2 separate regions of the Mus musculus genome follow, and region 2 is linked to region 1. A link is a contact called in public HiChIP or PLAC-seq data. All regions are on one chromosome and are shown on one strand. Each heading gives the region's core, a stretch centred on a gene start, on an enhancer-like site or on the middle of the called end of the contact. The rest is flanking DNA. Distances are from core to core; before and after follow the strand shown. Region 1 overlaps Gm38631 (a long non-coding RNA gene). Region 2 has its middle 65 kb from the start of Scg2.

The links. HiChIP or PLAC-seq counts read pairs in DNA pulled down with a chosen protein or histone mark.
Region 2: a contact with region 1 is called in an H3K27ac HiChIP or PLAC-seq map of VIP interneurons, with 7 times the contacts expected there. The contact joins two enhancer-like sites. A contact is called at or near these places in 1 of 115 datasets of contacts at active chromatin or transcription factors (VIP interneurons) and 1 of 9 other capture datasets (embryonic stem cells).

The regions. Positions count from the first base shown.
Region 1 is chr1:78,741,548-78,748,387 of GRCm38.p6, reverse strand. Gm38631 (a long non-coding RNA gene) reads right to left here. Exons shown (of 4, transcript XR_865568.1): 4 at 2,234-3,133. Among named protein-coding and RNA genes, the nearest start is that of Gm33693, 4.2 kb to the right of the region's middle. Within about 2 kb of position 2,712, at least 130 of the 459 cell types and tissues checked have an H3K27ac peak or open chromatin away from gene starts, as enhancers often do. A contact at or near this core is called in VIP interneurons, where this site is marked.
Region 2 is chr1:79,371,978-79,378,817 of GRCm38.p6, reverse strand. No RefSeq gene overlaps it. Among named protein-coding and RNA genes, the nearest start is that of Scg2, 65 kb to the left of the region's middle. Within about 2 kb of position 3,802, at least 11 of the 459 cell types and tissues checked have an H3K27ac peak or open chromatin away from gene starts, as enhancers often do. A contact at or near this core is called in VIP interneurons, where this site is marked.

The DNA of each region.
Region 1 (6,840 bases), core at 1,463-3,962:
TAATTATCAAAATTCTGGGAAAGTGGAGCCAGAAAGGTCCCAGGAGCTCACTGTCTAGCCAGACTAACCTACTTGGGAAACTCTAGGAAAGGGAAGGCAAAGGCAAGTATACAAGTACACACATGCACACACACACAAACACACACACCTACAGACAGATACAAAGAAGTTACATAGATTACCAATAGGGAAAAAAATATAGTCTAGCAATACCTGAGATCAAGAATATACAAATTAAGATCATACAAAGATAAAACTGCACACTCTATAACGGAGATAAAATTAGAAGGGTTGGTGGTAAAAATCTCCCACATTGCTGGTAGAAAAATAAACCACCATTCCCAGCCATGATAGAACCATCCATCACCTAGAAAAATTGTTCAACATTTTCAATTGAACAAATACTTACCCAGCAATTCTAGCCCTAAGAAGAAAGCCTTGAATTTGAGGTTTTAAAACAAGAGCCAAGGAGAAAATGAGAGTAATAATCCAAAAAGGACAGAAATGTTCATAGCAACTTCATTTGGGATATCCCAAAGTTTATCATTGAGAAAATGTGCACGTTAATTATAATATAACCTACTACCCAGCCATAGAAAAAAATGAGGAACAGATACAGAACATCTTCAGTAAATCTCAGAAATATTTTGTGAGGGGGAGTAAGGCACAAATTGAATCATCCCACTTGTCTTAGCCACTGTTCTATTGCTGTAAGAGACTCAGTTAGCAAGGGAACTCTTATAAAAGAAAGCATTTATTGGAGCTTGCTTACAGTAGGCCATTATAATCATGGTAGGAGCATGGTAGCACTCAGGCAGACAGGAAGCTGGAGAAGTAGCTGAGAGTTCTACACTCTGATCCATAGGAAGAAAGGGAGTAACTGAGCCTTGTGTGGGCTTTTGAAGCTTAGAGCCTACCCCCAGTGACACACTCCCTCCAACATGGTCATACCTCCTAATCCTTCTAATCCTTTCATATGGTCCCACTCCCTGATGACTAAGCATTCAGATATATTAGCCTGTAGGGGTCATTTTTATTCAAACCATCATACCATTTATTAATAGTGCTAGACAACCTAACCTATGGTAACAAAAAAAAAAAAAAAAAAAAAAAAGATCAATAGCTACATGGAGTTGAACTCCAGCAAACTGTGGCATGCAAGGGAACCTAAGGGAATTTGGTGGGATGATGAGATGCACTGTATTATAATTTGTATGGTAGTAACATGAGCAGATGTATGCCAAAATCTACTTAGCTCTACAGCTAGGATAAAAACAGTTTACTTTCTCAAAAATACACTTTAGTAAACTGATTTAAAACTCTCTAAGGGTTGCCCAGATGCCTTTCCAATGTTCCAGAGACCTTGGAAGCACATGCTGGAAGAAAAAAAAAAAAAACTCTCTAAGGGAGCCATTTTTGTCCTTTCATCTCTAGTCTGTGATGTGATATTAAAATAGGCTGTTATGGGGAAGATTTGGCTTCACCTTCTCAGTGACACAGCGAATTTTTAGTTGATTTGTCAGCTGCCTCAGAAATTACAGAGGATGGGGGTCTGCTCCTCTGCTCTCTTGCATCTGTTCTCTTCTTCATGGTTGACAGAGGCTGTGTCCATATGGCAGAGGAGTAGATCTTTGGCTAGTTCACTTCTAGTTCTAAGACCCAAAATGCAAGAATTCTGTCTCAAAACTCCAACTGTCAATAAACACGGATGTAGCTGAGGTTGTAGGCTCTCCCATGTGCCACAATAGTGCTCAGGACAATGGGGACTTGTATGAACCCACTTATCACTGTGTGGCCTGAAAGAGGGATGAGAGGAAAGGCAGGGTACCATGACAATGGTCTCATCAGAACCATGAGCCTAGAGCTGGGGAGATTAACACCCCAGCCAAGGTGTGCATCCTTGCCATCCTAAACCCATAGAACCCATCACATCTTCCCAGACAATTGACACTCACAGTGTTCTGAAATAAAAATTAAAAACGTAAAAATAAAATGGATGAGCCTGGAGAGGTGACTCAGCAGTTAAGAACATTTGCTGCTCCTCCAGAGGACAAGAGTTCAAGTTCCAGCTTTCATAGCAGAGCACAACCATCTGTAACTCTAGTCCCAGGGCATCCAGTGCCTTCTTCTAGCCTCTGTGGGCTCCAGGCATGCACATGGTGCACAAGTATATATGTAGAAAAACCACCCATACATAAATAAAAGATTGATTAAATTTATTTGATAGTCTGTTTTAAAAGATGAAAATCTCAGGTTACTTATAAAGCCTAGCCCTGCAAATGTGTAGGAGAAAACATTTGAGGTCACAATCTTTTTTCTCCCCATGATCTCCATGATGTTGTTGTTTTTGATACAGAAAAATAAAGATAACAAGGAGGAGCTGTTACTCTTTTCTTCCTAACCATTGCAATCCTTTGGGGAGAAGACTACACAAATGCACATATGCAAAACATCTTCATAAGCATTAGTATATTTGTGTGCCTGTGTTCTCAGTATCTAGTGAGTCTAACTCTTTTTTTTTCTGTGAATATTTCTCAGCAGCCCTAACATAGTAGCAGTCTCTAGCCTGCTTTCCCCAGTGCCTCTGTGTCAGAGAATATACAGAAGAGGAAATCAAAAGTCCTATTTCATCAGCTGACAGCAGAGAGGATAGCAGAGGGAACACAATCTAAGGCTGGCAACCAGCCCTCTTTCTCCCAGAGGAAAATTACCAGAACTCACTGCTGAGTGACTAAGGACTGCCTGGTATTCTCATCTCATAGGAGGCTGAGCAGACAGACACGGCTCTGTAAACATGATAGAGGGAAGCCAGGATTCCACGCTGAGGCCCAGCAGGCTGCCTCTGACCAGGTGGTCTCACCACTTCACCCCATGGACTTCAGACAGACAGCCTGGAACGCTCCTGGGCAAAAGGCCTGCCAAAAGCTTCCTGGCACTGCCACAGATAGGATCCACAGAGCAGCCTTGATGATGAGGAGAGACAGCAGCTTCTTAGTGCTGAGATTGTGGAAACAGAAGTTCTCCGTAGCCTGTTAGCTTACATAGGTGTCTGGAAGAGATGAGTCAACATTGGAATGCATCCTTGACTGTAGCTTTTCTTGCACCTGTTCTGGGACAGCTGTGTTCTCAAAACCTACACCGTGGCAAAACAAAAAAAAAAAAAGAAGGGAAATCGGATTGTAATGTGTTTGCAGGGCACTCAGGAGAGCAGGCCCTGCACCCCATCTGAGCAGCACAGGAGAGCCTGGTAGCAAAGGCACTGGTGAGCCAGGCCCAAGGGCATAAGAACAAGAGAGCTGGCCCTGCCTGTGTCAGGCTGCAGCACTTGAAACCCTGGGTAGTATAGTATAGTATAGTATAGTATAGTATAGTATAGTATAGTATAGTATAGTATAGTATAGTATAGTGGAGTCGTCTCTGGAGGCATGGGTGGTGAACCAGCCTCGAGGGCATGAAAGCAGGAGAGCTACATTGAGTGGCCTAGCCAGAGCAGTGCTAGAGAGCTTGCCCTGGTGTTAAGGCTGACCAGCTCAGCTACCAACCAAGTCTAGGTCCAGGGCTCTGAATTGGCCCACCCCAAAATCTCTATCATCAGTTGAGACACATGAAAGGGCCAGTCCTGCCGTTCCAAAGCTGCAGGATCTCCATGACAGAGGCCAACAACAGGAGAACTGGGAGGAGTCCCTGTGAGGATCCAATATTGATGGTGTCACAGAAGTCAGAGATCTCGAACCAGACCAGTGACTCATTGCAATGAACATCTGCAAGTGAAGATGTGTGGTCACAGGGATATACTGTGGGACACACTGTGACATACTGTAGCTTTCACAATGAGAGTTTTCTATGCTTTTGTTATTGTTGTTTGTGTTTTATTTGTGGGGGGAGGTTGCAAGGGTGAGTGGTGGATATGAGGGCATGGGGGGGATAAGAGGGACTGGGATGCATGATGTGAAACTCACAAAGAATCAATTAAAAATGGTTTTTTTTAATGTGTGGCAGGGATACTAAAGATTTTCACATTTTGCTTATATTTTAGTTGTACTTGTCATAGCCTATAGAGTCAGAGACCTTCTGACTTCTTGCTGTATTTCAGCCCCCAGTGGGGAAACTGGGATGCTTGAAACAGCCAATGAATGAGTAAAACACTGCCTAGTTTTCCTCCAGGTTCACTGTTATCATAAACTCATAAGTATTTAAGTATATGCTACTACAGTGTGTGTGAGTGTGAGTGTGTGTGTGTGTGTGTGTGTGTGTGTATGTGCACGTGTGTATATGTGTTGGTATATGTATACTTGTGTTGGTGTGTGTCTAACTGTGTCCATGTTGGTATGTATAAGTTTTGGTGCGTGTTATGTTATTGTGTGTCTGTATATTTGTATGTGTGTTGAAGTATATATATGTGTGAGTGTTGGCATGTGTACAGAATCATGTTTGCATATGTGTGTGTGTGTGCGCTCATGTGTGCATTTACCAAATCCTAGTTTCTGAAGCACTGATGTCCAAGAAACTATGATTTCTTTTTTTTTTTTCTACCTTTAGCTATCTAGTTGAGAAAAGTAGAATGTTATCTTCTCAGAATGTCCCACTACTAAGAGACTTCCAACCCTGTGATAAACTATGCATTTGAACTGTTTTATACTCAAACTGGATCGTCCCTTAGTAAGCGAGAACTCAACCCATTTCTAAGGCAGGTAAATCAGGACAACCTCACTAAGGTCAACACTAGAGTGAAGTAGAGGCCTGTGACAACTGAGAGAAGGCAAGCATATGACAGAGCCACTGCTTACCCACAGCCAAACACGGCTGAAAGTGCCCCCTGCGCACCGCTTCCACCATCTCCCCAGCAGCCCTTGGTTAACCGTTACTTCCCACCAGCTCCTCATCTTAGAAATGCTTTACCCCACAAGCCACACTTCCAATTAACTCTCTCATTCCTCTGTCCAAACCTAGTTTAGATTACCTTGGGGACCAGTTCTCACATCCACCAAAGTGGGGGATGAGAACTCTTTCTCATCTCTGATCCTTTGGGATTACCTGCCTGACAACAAGGCCATTGTGCTAATATTGCAGACCAGAGAAGAGGTGTGAGTCTAAGCCCTTAGCTCCTCCACAGACAGAATCTCCTTGGGATGGAGGCAGCATCAGCTTTTAGAGCTGAATATTGAAGCACATTTCCTGAGGAGGTAAATGTTGATGGGAACAGGCAGGCTCCGTCAGTTCTGGCCTCCACCGTGACCTTTTCTTCTCTGGGCCAGAGTGTGACCCATTGTGCCTGAAGGGTTGGAGGACACAGCACTAACTCTCATCCCTGGGCTAACGCTCATTTAAAAAGGTAAACAGCACTGTGGCCCATTTGGCCTCAGAAATGGACTTGGTGGTGTGGTGCCTCGAGGAAGCCAATACTGTCCCATATGGCTACCCAGCTTTCAGTGGAAGAAAATCAAGCGTTTGCATTGGGACCAATGGAAGGCTGAATGAGCCCTGGAGGATGCTTGGGCTGGAAGGGAAGGTTCGGAAGTGCTGGAGGGAGAAAAGAAAAGGAAATAAGCAGAATGCAGACGGGTCGGAGCGGGAGCCCTGAGTTTCCTCTGAACTTTGTACGTGGAGACCTCGCACGTTCTCTGCCTTGGATGCAGTGATTGACAGAACCGCAGCTTGTTCCTGAAAACGCATCGGGATTTTTTTTCTCTCTCTGGTTCCGAGCCTGAAGGACTATTACTGAGAGTGATGCCTTGTATCTGTTTCTTTTTACCTCCACCGTCCCTCATCCCCCTCTGTGCTCTACTCTTCTCACTTCCCCAAGCTCATCTCTCCTTTCCTGTTCTTAGCCTTCTGTCCATCCTCACCAAAGTAGATGGAAAAATCGTCCTCTGGAGGGGAAAAACAAGCGCACTTCCTTGTCGAAGAAGTAAGCCAGTGCTTGTGCTTACAGCTTGTCTTAGGCGGTGTGCGAGTGCTCCCGCCTTCAGTAACTCCCGGGCACCAACTCCATGCCAGCCCGTGCAGATGGTATCTCTGCTCAACTCTGGGTGTTATAATAATTTGGGTGTCTCACGGTTTTCAGACAGATTGGAGAAAGGTATTGTGGGAGTGCAGTGAAAACGCTTTTAATTCTTTATAGCGTCCTCAATAAAGGCTTCTTGGCGGTGGTACTGTTTATGTTGGCTCTTGAAGGATACATAGTGTTGTTGTCGTCGTTGTTGGTTTGGTTTGGTTTTAGACAAAAATAAAAAATTAAAAAGACCTTAAGAATGAAGCAGAACCCCCAGGCTACAGGGCAAGTTCTATGCTAGCCTGAGCTACTTGGGAAACCCTGAACCACAAATAAATAAAACAAAAACAACCAAGACCTTAAAAGAGTAAAGGAAAATCATCCTAAGATGTGAAGCAATGAGGGCTAGAGATACAGCTCAGTTGGTGGAGGGTGTGCCTAGCGTTCTGGAAGCCCTGGGTCCAATCCCCCGCACTGCATTAAGAAAATAAGAATGGGGGACAAACGTGTAAGAGGTTGGAGGGAGGAGATCAGGAGTTCCCCTCATACTCGGTTACACAGCAAGTGCAAGGCCATCCTAAACTACAAAGACCCTGACTCAAAAGCGTGGGGCAGGGAGAGCTGGAGAGATGGCTCAGCAGTTTAGAGCTCTTCCTGCTCGTCCAGAGGTCCTGAGTTTTGTCTCTCGTATCCTCAAAGAGCAGCTCACAATCCCCTGTAACTCCAGACCCAGAGGATAAGACATCCTTTGGGGGTTTCCTTGGGCACATGCAGACATGTGGCATACACACACATGGATAAATCACAGACACATCAGTAACAATAAATCTAGAAGATGAACAGACATA
Region 2 (6,840 bases), core at 2,553-5,052, 630 kb before region 1:
TTATATATTCAAATAGCTCCAACTCAGACCACCACTTTCTTCTTGTGAACTATATATAGCCTTCTTTATAGCTGTGAATAACGGGTTCTGAATTGAGAGTACTTGGGCTGCGTTACTATTGTTATGGTCCCTCTGCCTTGTCCTTCTAGAGTGCCAGAGTCAAGAGGTGGGAGTATCCCACTGGGCCATGGCTGGAGGGAGAGAATTCACCATAACAAAGAAAGGAACTGCAACCTTGGGCCAGTAAGGCCACATTGCTAGGATCTGTTCTTCTCTCTGGTAGCAAAGGAGGAACTGATGGAGAAGAGCAAGGAAATTGGCAGTGTAAAACAATCACAAGCTAAATGAAAGAAGCCATACATACACAAGAGGCCACAAACTGTATGACTCTGTTTATATGAAATGTCCAAAAGGGACCACTCTATAGAGACAAAACATAAACCTGTGCTCTTCAGGCTAGAGAGAGGAGTGAGAGTGACTTCAGACAGGCTTTAGGGTCTAATGGAGATGATCAAACACTGGATTATAACGATGGCTGTACAAGTCTGGAGATTTACTAAAATGCATTGAGTTTACAGTAGAAATGAATTACATGCTCTATAAACTAGATACTAATAAAGCTATTTTAATATATTTATTATTAATCATTTTATTCATTTACATTTCAAACCATATTCCCCTTCCCAGTTACCCCTGCACAAATGCCCATTCCATCCCCTTTGTGTCTATGAGGATGCTCCTCCACCCACTCCTACCTCATTGCTCTAGCATCCCCTTATGCTGGGGCATTAACCCTCCACAGGATCAAGGACCTCCCCTCCCACTGATGCCAGATAAAGCCATCCTCTGCTACATATGTATCTGGAGCTATGGATCCCTACATATATCCCAACTCTTTGGTTGGTGGTTTAGTCCCTGGGAGCTATGGGTGGTCCAGTTAATATTTTTTTAAAGTCCATATGAAAGAGCTGTGATGGATCCTGTGCGGGCTGTGATTGAAGACAGACCACAGACCTTGCTGCCTCTTGCTAAGTGACATTCCTTTTTCATAGTAGCTTTGCCCACCACCAGAACATGAAATTCTTTCCAAGACCCAAAGTTCTCAAAGTAGAGAGGTGAGTTGTATGTTTTTGACATATCTCTTGTCTTGAAGAAAATCTACCTATAGGAAGGGGAGGAATGCAAAAACTCTGTAGGGGGTCGTGGAAGGCTTTAGTGAGAAGAAAACCAGCATAAGGAAGCGCCAGGCAGTTTCTGTTCTTTCTTTATGCCTTTATTTGATCTATTTTATTCCATGCATCATCAACTCCAAATTATCAAGGGTAAAGTCATAATCCAAGGTCTAATTATAAACATTGCAACTGAAGCTTCTGTTCCGGTGTGAATATAGTATGTGGTTAATGCTATCAATGTTCTCTACCATTTAACATGGTGGACCGTGGGAAAAGAGGTGCTCTCTGTTTTCTAGTATCAGAGATACTAGATCTAGAATCATGTAGAGTTCCAGGTACCTGCAGCTGCATACCACCCATGTAAAGAAAGCCTGTCTCTAGCATGATGATTTCTGATAGAGTGTTAGGAGAGAATTGGTAACATGGCTCAGATTTCTTGGACACCTGTGTCTTAAGCAATAACTAGCCACCTTTTAAATCTGTTTTCTTAGGGCTTTTCTTGACCTAGAAGTTTTACTATTATGAAGGGCTTACAGTGGGGAAAAGGTGCGGTATATGAGCCCAAAGGCATGATTTAGTAGCCTTGTGCTCCTGCAAGAGAGAAAAGCTCAAGACTTTGCATGTATTTGGGTTGCACAGGGCTCGACATGTCTCACCTCCCTTATTTTGTGGGTTTCTTTCTACCCCTCCATTAGAAATTGTCTTACATTTCTGAGTGCCTGAGGATGGCCTCATTGCTGTATGAACTGATGAAAACATTACAGGAACATTTGCTCAAAGCGTGTCCCTTCCTTTGGCATCATTCAGAGAAGAAAGTATATTACATAAGTGAAATTCAGATGCATGTGGCCATGCCAGATGTGGACCTGCCAGGACTTACCTTCTCCAAGTTTCTTGTTTCTGATTGATTTTGAAGATGTTCATGATAGAAGACTTTCGAAAGATCATTTTTCCTTTGGAAAAAAAAAAAGAACCCTAAGGTACGTTGTTGCACATTCCAACAGGATCATTTTTGTACCCAGGAAATGCTCACACTGAATGGTAATAAAGTATCCGAGATATTCACCCTTCACACAGTTGTCTCTCAAAGGAAGTGTCTTGGATCCAGTGTGAAGACAGATAGTCCTTAACAGGGGTTTCCAATATAATGTTCCCTCTGCCTTCTCGGGTAAGAGCTGAGTATGCTTTATGATTAACTAGCAAAGTGTTGTTTGAGCAGTGGGACATCTTTTACTGTGGGGACGGCTCTAGAGGCTGCTATGGGATTGATGATCACATTCATGTGGGTTAAGGGTCATTTTCCTCAGAGTCACCAGCACCCCCAGTAAACCACGGATTCCTAGGCCTGATCCCAAAGCTACTTTCAAGTTATACACTTAAGCAAACTCTCTCGGAGAATTTCTTTTCTCTTCTCTTCTCTTCTCTTCTCTTCTCTTCTCTTCTCTTCTCTTCTCTTCTCTTCTCTTCTCTTCTCTTCTCTTCTCTTCTCTTCTCCTCTCCTCTCCTCTCCTCTCCTCTCCTCTCCTCTCCTCTCCTCTCCTCTCCTCTCCTCTCCTCTCCTCTCCTCTCCTCTCCTCTCTTCTTTTCTTTTCTTCCTTTTCATTTCCTCTTGTACACTGATAGTTGAGAACTAATCATTTAGATCCTGGTATGGCCCTCATGACTCATGAGAAAGCATCCAAGAATTGCTGTTGTCTTAATTACAACTTCCTGTTTGTGGAAAAGGGCCCCGTAGACTCATGCTCTTTTTGTTGAAAGAAAAATCACAGGAAGCATAAAAGGTGAGGAGTCCTCTCCAGATATCTGAAAGAGGGACAAGATCTGCTTATATTTTTCAAGAGGTGAAAAAGGGAATTGACTAGCTTGTAAGCTCAAAGCCTTGGTTGGCAGCAATCTGCTGTAGCTCTTAAAATACATCTGGGATGTTGGCATCCAGAGAACCTTATAGGTAGCAGGAATGTGATGATTCGAACACCTTAGATTGTATGGATGCTTGCGGGAAAAAAAATTGGTTCACCTAAATATAATATATCTCTCTTCCTTTCCTTCCTTCTCTGACTCTTTCTTTTATTATATCATGGAATGCAGACAGAACAACATGTAAGAACCAGAAAAGCAAAAGGTGTTCAGATATAAAGTAAGCTTTTATCCTCTCAAGATTAAACAGATCCCCAGTATTTGAGCTCTGTAGATGTTTCCATCAAAGAAAGCCTGCTTGCTTCACCAAGGTAGAAGCTAAATAATTATTATTTTTATTTATAGATATTTTATTAGATACTTTCTTCATTTACATTTCAAATGCTATCCCCAAAGTCCCCTATACCCTCCCCCCACCCTGCTCTCCAGCCCACCCACTCCTGCTTCCTGCCATCAATGGGAGGAGAGGCCCTTGGTCTTGTAATTAATTATTTCTATCACCACCAACAGACAAACACAAGCCAAGGAAACAAACGACTTCCCTATGAAGCAAGGGCTGAGGGCTGATAATAAAAATGGCAACTGAATGACAGCAAACTGTTTCTCCCCCCTGAGCTTGCCTGATAATTCCTTTTTTTTCCTCCCTGAATAACTAAAGGAGAGGCAGCTGCCACAGCAATCAGGATTCAAAACCCCATTAATATTGGTGACTCATCAGCCGGATTCTTTCTCTGTGTCTGGAAATGTCAGGATATTAAAAAGAGCTTTGTGGCATCTCTAGGAGTCAAATCCCCAGTCAGAGCTGTAACCACTTCAAAATATTCTTGGCCTCATTTGGAAAATGGCTGTCACCTGGGACTTGGCCTGGTTTGTTTCTGTCAGTGAAGGGCAGGACCAACTAGCAATCTCACCGAGTTAACCACTCAGCTCACCTTTCCCCAATGGCACAGGGACTGTGAGATTGGAAGCATCACTGTTTGCTAGTGCACTATCCTTCATATGGAATGTTTGGGATGGTTAGACACGACCTGAGTGTGTGGCTTGGGATTCCTTAAAGAGGGCGATAGGTAAAGATTGAAACTGCATGGGCCATGGGCCCTCTTACTTGAGTAAGTAGTTGATAAAGCAGAATACTTAGAAATATCAGATAATTGTATTTGTGGTGTTAGTCTTTCTATGACTATCTCATGCTGTTATTTACCTTCTTATTCATTTAAAATAGAGCTTATAATCTTTTTTTTTTTTTTAGTTCAACTGGATTTTGAGTATAAGAGCCAGCAGCTTTATGTATAGATGGAAAAAGATATGTCTTTAGAAAAAAAATCTTGATTGCAAATCTGGAATGACAGAGCAATCTAGAAACTAATAATGACCATAGAGTTGAGTTGTTAGGTTCTTGGCTAATGTAGACCTTAGTGATAATACATTTAATAAACTCATTAAAATATATTTCCAACTTTGAGCATGTATGATACAAGTGACTACGGGGAGTTGCTGCTCAGAAGAGTACATCTGTGAGAGAGCCTGGGCTGAGTGAATAGAGAGGGTCTGTGGACATGAGGAGCATTTGAGCTGTGCATAGGGTGAAGAGGTGATAGAGAAACCTGTTTGGATGGAATGAGAAGTTCTACTGCAAGGAGAGAGACTTAGGTTTCAGCAAGCAAACAAGTTGAGAAGTTTGGTATCAAGTGGGGAAAGAAAATTGCAATGGCCAATTATAGAAAGACTCGTTAGCTGAAGGGGGCATTTGAAAGCCATTTCATAGTCAATGAAAAGTTCTTTCTAGGGACGAGAGGGTTCATGATTTTCACTCATTTGCTCCATAGTCACTGGTCACTTACCATATCATTAACTATTGGTAATAAAGTTTTCTTAGAGGAAACAGGTTCAAAGCAATAGAGCACACCATACAGTAGAGGAAAGAGGGATGCTGTTTTTAGTAGGACTGAGTTCAATGGATGCTTTTCAGAGTCAATATGTCTTTTCTTCTTCTTCTTCTTCTTCTTCTTCTTCTTCTTCTTCTTCTTCTTCTTCTTCTTCTTCTTCTTTTTCTTCTTCTTTTTCTCCTTCTCCTCCTCCTCCTCCTCTCTTCTTCTTCTTCTTCTTCTTCTTCTTCTTCTTCTTCTTCTTCTTCTTCTTCTTCTTCTAATTTTTTTTATTAGGTATTTTCTTCATTTACATTTCAAATGCTATCCCGAAAGTCCCCTATACCCTCTCCCACCCTGCTCCCCTACCCACCCACTCCCACTTCTTGGCCCTGGTGTTCCCCTGCACTGGGGCATATAAAGTTTGCAAGACCAAGGGGCCTCTCTTCCCAATGATGGCTGACTAGGCCATCCTCTGCTACATATGCAGCTAGAGACATGCTTGTGCTGTAAGATCAACATGTCTTGAGAGAAGACATGAACCAAGTGAGCAAACTGGAGAGTGGCTCACATAAGTCTGAGAGAAGGCCATCCTTGTCATTTGTGGCAGATGCTACGGTAGCATGGGAGGGACTGATGGAGAAGAGCAAGGACATTGGCAGTGTAAAACAAAAAAGAACACCAGAAAGTGGTATGAGTGTGGGGAGCTCACTTGCAGAGTAAGAGAAGATATAGATATTTCCAGAATGGAACCCAGAGTACTTTAAAGTGTAGACATTATACAAAGAAGTGGTCTTCAGCCAGAGAATTTAAGGAGGATAAGTAGAATGTGGGAGAGTGAGAACTTCCTGAAGAAGTCATCACTTACCACTATCTAGTGTTTAACAAGGGGATTCCCCAGATCTGGAGGTACTGGCTGTTGTGAGCTGCCTACAATGGGTGCTGGGAATCAAATGCAGGTCCTCTGCAAGAGTAGTATGTTCTCTTAGTCTCTTAACTGCTGAGTCATCTTGCCAGCCCCAATAGTGCAAAGACTGGAGGAATCCCACAGTGAAGTCCCAACAGAATGTATATTAACATGGGCATAGCCATGACAAAGACCAAGGTCTGGGACATACAGGAAGCTGGTAGAGACATTCCTAACGTGGACAAGGCTCACGATGGAAGGCAAAACTTCCCTTGGCGTTCAAGTGTGGGTCAGTAACCAGTATGTATCAAAACTTGCAACTGCAGTTTCATCTTCCTGGATGCTTAGAGCATGAGACCAATCATCTAGAGACCTAAACTGACTAACCTCTCCTCTTGTGCTGTATCTAATCAACATACTGAGGTTTCCTGTTGCCCAGGAAGACTAGGAGCCCTTCATCAGAGTGCATACCCCACCTTTTCCAAGCTTCCTTGTACATGGGCCCATGTGTTTGTTCATTCTTTAGTCCATCTCTGAATCATTCTATTCAGGGATAAAGGATCAAAGTCACAAAAGCCACAGTACAGTGCTTTTACTAAAGTTTAATTTATAAATTATGTACAGTAATTTATTAATAGCAATAACGATTGACATTGAAATGATATAAAATATTCTATACTTGATCTTAGCTGAAAGGCCGAGAAGCAATGATATAATATATTCTAATAAAAGTCAAGTAAAATTTATTCATTGCTTGCTTTCAGAATTTTCCCTCCAGTGTTTTTATACCAAAGATGACTGCAAGCAAATGAAACCATAGAAAATAAAACTGGGGACATGCAGGACAATCAGGACAGCTTTGAAAGTGCACAGTACTGTCTACATATGTTCATTGTTTTAGTTTTGTTCCATTACTGGAGAAATAGCTCACCAATGCTCTCACTGGAGAGCTTGTTAAGTCCTTAGTAAAGAAGGTTCC